2 separate regions of the Mus musculus genome follow, and region 2 is linked to region 1. Evidence: chromatin contacts called from public promoter capture Hi-C data. All regions are on one chromosome and are shown on one strand. The core of a region is the stretch at or near the end of the contact, and the rest is flanking DNA. Distances in the headings are between cores, read along the strand shown.

The links. Capture Hi-C pulls out chosen DNA fragments and counts their contacts.
Region 2: a promoter capture Hi-C map of liver shows a contact between it and region 1. The contact joins two enhancer-like sites. A contact is called at or near these places in 1 of 484 Hi-C or Micro-C datasets (natural killer cells), 2 of 115 datasets of contacts at active chromatin or transcription factors (pancreatic cancer cells and regulatory T cells) and 2 of 9 other capture datasets (adipose tissue and liver).

Annotation. Positions count from the first base shown.
Region 1 is chr19:53,179,711-53,182,918 of GRCm38.p6, reverse strand. The region is part of intron 1 of Add3 (adducin 3 (gamma)); the gene reads right to left. Among named protein-coding and RNA genes, the nearest start is that of Gm52402, 27 kb to the left of the region's middle. Within about 2 kb of position 1,313, at least 79 of the 459 cell types and tissues checked have an H3K27ac peak or open chromatin away from gene starts, as enhancers often do. A contact at or near this core is called in liver, where this site is marked.
Region 2 is chr19:53,552,733-53,556,116 of GRCm38.p6, reverse strand. No RefSeq gene overlaps it. Among named protein-coding and RNA genes, the nearest start is that of Dusp5, 25 kb to the right of the region's middle. Within about 2 kb of position 1,481, at least 91 of the 459 cell types and tissues checked have an H3K27ac peak or open chromatin away from gene starts, as enhancers often do. A contact at or near this core is called in liver, where this site is marked.

The DNA.
Region 1 (3,208 bases), core at 64-2,563:
CCAGCACAAACATGGCAGCTCACAACTGTTTGTAACTTCAGTTCCAGGGAATCTAAGACCCTCTTCTGTCCTCTCTGGGTACCAGGCACAAATGTGATACAGATATACAATATAGGCAAAATATCCATATACACACACATGCAAAACAAAAAAAATGACAAAAAAACAGAAATAATCTAGGCATGGAGGTCCATGTATGTAGTAGCCTAACCTAAAGCATCCATGTACTTCTGAGACTTAGTTTTAAGATTTTATTCTAAGACTGAAATGGTGCCGCATGCCTTTAATCCCTGCACTTAGGAGACAGAGATAGGCAGATCTCTGAGTTCAAAGGTAGCCTAGTCTACATAGTGAGTTCCAGGACAGCCATGGTTACATAGTAAGACCCTGTATTTTGAGAGAGAAAGAGAGAGAGACAGAGAGAAAGAAAGATATACACAGAGAGATATACAGAGAGACAGAGACAGAGGGATACACACAGAGAAATATACAGAGAGAGAGACAGAGAGAGAGAGAGAGAGAGAGAGAGAGAGGCAGGCAGGTGGATCTCTGAATTTGAGGCTAACCTGGTGTACAGCGCAAGTTCCAAGATAGACAGGGCAACACAGAGAAACATTTTCTTGAAAAAGAAAGAGAAAATTCAGTAGAGATGGTTCAGAAGTGAAGAGCACTGGCTGCTCTTTCTTATAGAGGACCCAGATTAAGTTCTCAGCATCGCTTGGAGGCTCACAACTCTCCACAACTCAGTTCCAGAGATTCCGATGCCCTCTCTGGCCTCCACTGGAACTTCATCCATATGGTGCTCAGATATACATGCGGGAAAAACACATATGCTTTAAAATATGACATATAAATTAAATTTTAAAGCCAGCCATGGAATGAATATTTAACTTCAGCACTCAGGAGGCAGAAGCAGGTGGATTTCTGAGATCCAGGACAGCTTGGTTTACATATCAGTTCCAGGACAGCCAGGACTATACAGAGAAAACTAAAACCAATACGCACACGCACACACATTCAAGTTTAACAACACACAAACCCCATTTGTAATTCAGTGTGTGCCTACAACCTACCATTTAGCTGTTGTTCATACTAACATCTGTCTGGGCACAAATCCAGCCTCTTGCTCCATGAAGCACTGGAATAAACTTTAATGTATTAGGAAAGCAAAAAAGCTAACTGACCAGGGAAGCAAACACATTTTCACACCACGCACAGGACACAGCTGCGACCTGTCAAGCGTACAGGCCTCTCTTTAGCCAACAGCGAGCGAGGTTCCAGGACTTTCTCTTCACTGGGCAGGAAGCAGCATCTGAACACACAACTGTTCCCAAGCCCCGGCTCTACTGACCTCACTTCCGACTTCCGCACACTCACCCTCTGACCTGGGCCTTCGCAGTCCGCCCACACGGGCCTCTTTGATGAAGTATCAGCAAGTCTCTAAATGACAATCTTTAGGAAGTCCACAGGTAGCCTCTAGTTACCTTGTTCTCACATAGAGAGCCCCAAGGGTCTGGTGTGTTTGCTGTGCTATTAGAACAAACAGGCGGTAGCAAGCACGGCCAAGTAGCTTTAGCTCCTCCATGCATACTTGGACACACACTACATAATCTGCCTCTTCTCCAAGTTGTTTCCGTGGCAACAGTCTAACTTAGAAATCTGAATTCTCCTTCTGCCCTTCACAGACCTTGACGTGACTCACAGACTTGAGCCAGATCCCAGGCAATGGAGTTAAAATGGAATTAAAATGCTTTGTAACTCACATGTCCCACAACAGTACATTCAAAGAAAAGTCACTCAAGCAAAGAAACACTGACACAGTGTTCTAGGCACCAGAGCAACACGTGCAAAAGGTGCTCACGCCAGGCCAGCGATAACTGATAGTGATATAGACCAGTACTCCTCAGCGCCCCTTTAGAAGGAATTTAGAATACTAGAAACAATCTGCTTGCGTGCATAAAGACCCCAAGTGCATGGGCAGGAGTGTGATCACACACACACACACACACACACACACACACACACACACACACACACAGGAAACAGTCGTGTGCACAAACAGGCAGGCTTAGAAGACACAGAGTTGTGGACATTTTTTAAGGAAATGCCTTAAAAATACTTGTAAATACTTCTTTCTTCTTTCAGTGTCTTTCCCAACTCCCTTTTTACCTCAGAGTGCAGCAGACCACTACTGCACGAGTCCTTGCAGGACGCACCAGTGTGGATCTGATACACAAACAGCTAGCCCCGAAAAACGAAGTCACCGACTCACAGACAACAAGGCAAGAAGGAGCAGCAGCACGGGGAAGGAGCAGCAGCACGGGGAAGGAGCAGCAGCACGGGGAAGGAGCAGCAGCATGGGATACATGGCAGGAAGAAAAGGCTGTTCCAAGATCATCCTCTTTCGCAGCAAGTGCCAGAACTGCTGGGACATTTCCTTTTCATAGAAAAGTGATAACTTCCTAATTCATAGCAAGGTGGAAATGACAAAAAGAAAAAAAAAAAAAGAAAAAGAAAAAGAGTGTATATAAAGTTTCCTGAAGGGGGAGACAGCACAGACTTGAACAGTCGCCTCAGGGGGAGGCCACTTCATCTCAAGCACAAACACGCTTGAAGGGATCAACACCAGTAATTCTACATTATAGTCACGCAAGGTTTCTATGTATTTTTAAAGTCCTAGATAATTTCATCCATGCACATAACATGCCTTTAACCATACACAATTCCTACTCTCATCTCCCTCCTACTCCCTTCAGCTTTTTAAAAACATGAAACACTATCTTTTTTACATTTTATTTAAGTGTCTGGGTGCTTTACCTTCATGTGTGGCCGTGTACCATGTGTGTGCCTGTTGCCCATGCAGGCTAGAAGAGGACTCTACAGCAGTTGTAAGCTGCCATGTGGGTGCTGAGAACTGAGTCCGGATCATCTGAAACAGGAGGCCAGTGTGCTCTGAGATGATGTGTCTTTCCAGCCCAAATCTATACCTTTTAAAATTGATTATATGGGTTCAAATTTTCTACACATGCACACATACATTTCATCAATACTTTAGCTTCAGTTTAGATTCTTTTAAAACTATTTAAATTTTTCATTTTAGCGAGTATACTTATATTTTCTATTGAATGCCAGGAATACAGTTTTGTGTTGGTGGCATCCTGGGGAACGAGCCTCTGCCTTCACAGGGCTCAGAAACAAGTTTGTTCTC
Region 2 (3,384 bases), core at 232-2,731, 370 kb before region 1:
TTTGAAAGAGAAGCGTGTCACACTCGTGTCATACACCAGTGGCCAAGAGCCCCTTGCCGGCATCTACTGACCATCTGGCACTGTGCAAACCTCTCTCCTTAGATTTCTTTTACATCTCCACAGCATCACTGAGGTGCCATGGTAGAGGACCCAAAGCCCCATCCAACAGGCAGGACTTTGTTCTGGATAACAGGTTCCCCTCCCCCAGCCCTACCCCCAGACCCCTACCCTCCAAGGCCAAGGGCAACGCAGCAGCCTTCAAGCCTAGTGCAGCAGATCTGGGTGCAGACCAAAGATAAGCAAGCCTGCTTTTCTAGCCCATGGCCTGGCTCCTAGACTCTAAGGGCCCTCTGCTGCCACCGCCTTCGCTGTACCACCTGGCCTCAGTGGTAAACCATTCTGAGCCTTCACTTAGGTGAAATGTCCATTTCACCTACTTGCTGCTCTAGGCCTGTGTATTTTTAAATTTTTTTGCTTATTTTTTTCAATAAGCTGTCACATCTCAGATCCCCCTATGTTGTGAACCCTTCTGCTGTTTAAGATCGCCAGGGTGTGTTCCTATGGCTTTGTCAACTTAAGTCTCGATTCCCAGTCAGTCACTTTCCAGTATTCCAGACCAGCATTCCAGTCAGACTGCTCATCGGGCCCTGTGCCTCCCACTCCTTTCCTAAGTGTGATGGAAATGTCCTGAATTTCTAGAAAATAAACCACAATAGCATTCTTGAAAACATTCTCAGAAGCCGGAGACCTACCACCCACTCTGCTGCCCTGGGAACCTGGAAAGCCATGTTGTGAAGGGCAGGAAGCCAGGAACAGACCAGAAAATGGGGTGTGGGGGGGAGCTGATGCAGAGGGGAGAGGAGAGTGCAGGGGTGGGTCAGCCTCCCTGGCACTTCCTGCCAGGCACCAGACTCCTGACTCAGGGCCTGCTACCTGCCTTCCTTGACCTTGGTCTCAGACTTGATTGTCTGAGAGAGGAAGCTGTGGTGGGTTGGACCCCCAACGCTCCTTGCTGGTCCCTTTCCTATGGTGGGTAGTGACAGCTTGTTGACACATCCATTTGCATGAAACTGTTAACTGCCATAAAGGAAGACTATGCCCTCTGCACCCTGAATCCCTGATGCCTGGAAGGATGGGATGGGAGATGACTGGGAGACAGACTGGATGAGGGGTCATGCTGTCTCTAGCTAAGCAGCGTGTACCATAAAACCTAGGATCTTCCCAGTAAGTCTTGGTGAAGTCCAATGGCCATGGCCTTCACTGATAAATTGTACTTGGAACTCTGGCTACTAACCCACAAGCAGACTCCTCTTTTCTCTCTCCTGTGCCTCATTCTCCTCATCTGGAGGGTAGGGTAGAAAAACTAGGGAAGTACCCGGGCCATGGCTGGTGGACCTCAGGACAGTCTGGCAAGCTTCCTCCTCCCACACTTCGTTCTGACTCAATCCTTCCTGTTCCTCACCTGGGTAAAAGTCCAGAAATGGGCAAAAGGTTAAGTACACTGAAATCTCCCAGCCGGATGAAAAACATTAGCAGTCAATACCAGGTTTGCCTGGTGCTCTTTTTTAATGGCATAAAAAAAAATGTGGAGTCATGTGACGTGGAAAAGGGCAAAGTATACACGTGATGCTGTGCATACTTGTGCTTATGTATGCAACAGACGACGTCGGAAGGCGTCTACAAGAAAAGGATTTCCTCCGGGCAGTGGTGGCGCATGCCTTTAATCCCAGCACTCAGGAGGCAGAGGCAGGCAGATTTCTGAGTTCGAGGCCAGCCTGGTCTACAGAGTGAGTTCCAGGACAGCCAGGGCTACACAGAGAAACCCTGTCTCGAAAAACCAAAAAAAAAAAAAATTTCCTCCTGTGGGTAAAATTTGACTTTTCACTTTAAATAGCCTGCTGTTCTGTTTGGATTTGGGTGTGCAGAGATCCTGGGCTTTACTGTGTGTGTGTACACACATACATGTCTTTGCTTTACTATAAGTGTGTGTGCACATCTATGTATACACACGTCTGTTTTATTATGTGTGTGCACACACACATTTGTGTGACATATGCATGTGTACACATGTGTAGGCATGTTTGTGTGGAGGCTGGGGTCACTTTGGGTGTCATCTTCATCACTCTCCTTTTTTTTTTTTATGTGTATGAATATTTTCCTTGAATGTATGTATGTGCACTACGTGCATGCCTGGAGCCTAGAGAGGGCAGAAGAGGGCATCAGATCCCCCAGGACTAGAGTCACAGTTATGATTTGCCCTGTGGGTGCTGGAACTCAAACCTGGATTCTCTAGGAGAGGAGCCAGCGCTCTCAGCTGCTGAGCCATCTCTCTAGCTCCACCCACCTTGTTTCTTTGAGACAAGGTTTCTCAGTGAACCTGGAGCTCATTGATGTCATCAAGACTAGCTGGCCAGCAAGCAGTCTGCAGGCAGCTCCTGCTTCTGCCTCCTCAAAGCTGAGCTAACAAGATGCCACAATGCCTGGTAAGAGCTGGGGATCCAAGCGTGCCTCGTGCTTGATCAGCAAAGGTTTTACTGATGGAGCCATTTGCCCAACTCCACTATGTGTATAAGTTAGTATTTCCAGGAGCACCAGATAAATAGCTAGTGGATAGCTAGGTATGACAGTGCACACTGTAATCCCTGCACTCCAGAGGCAAAGACAGGTGGAGCTGTGAGGTTGAGGCCGACTGGTCTACACAGAGAGTTCCTAGACAGCTAGGGCTACATAGAGAAACCTAGTCTCAAACAAAACAAAACAAGACAAGACAAAAATAGCAATGGCAACAAAGAGGCAGGAAAAAAAAAAGTATCAAGATCTCATCAGGGGTTCTACTGGCAATAGTGGAATTATTGAAATATTGTTTCTATTTCTCCTGCCTCCTAATATTTTTCAGTATTTTCTAGGCTTCACACAACTACCTTATACTTTCCCTACAATGTGCATTAAGGTCTAAAATCATTTCCGGATTGGGGGAAGAGAGGTGGCTGTGTGCCCTGGATGGGCACACAGATGCAGCAGGCTGTCTTAGTTTTAGAGCCTGAGGTTTCTGCCGAGTCAGCTAACTCAATGTTTAGCTTCAGCCAGCGGCCAGTGGAGGCGAGAAATGTTCCCACTCTTGCCTGGGTCATTCTGAGTCATCCTCTGGGAGATCAGAGCAGGGGGCAGTAGCAGGAAGCCTGCTGAAAAGAACTTCATTCTGCCCTGGAGCCTTCTTGGCTGAAGGAGTCTAACTAAGATCTAGGCCTCCTACCCATGTGTCTCCCTAGGGCTGCCCGCCCACTGGTAGTAAGTAGAAGGAGTGGGAAAAGATGCGGGAAAATGCCTGCTGGCCTTCGGCTGGCACCCATCCTCTTGTGGAATCTGTTGTGAAAATTAATTACC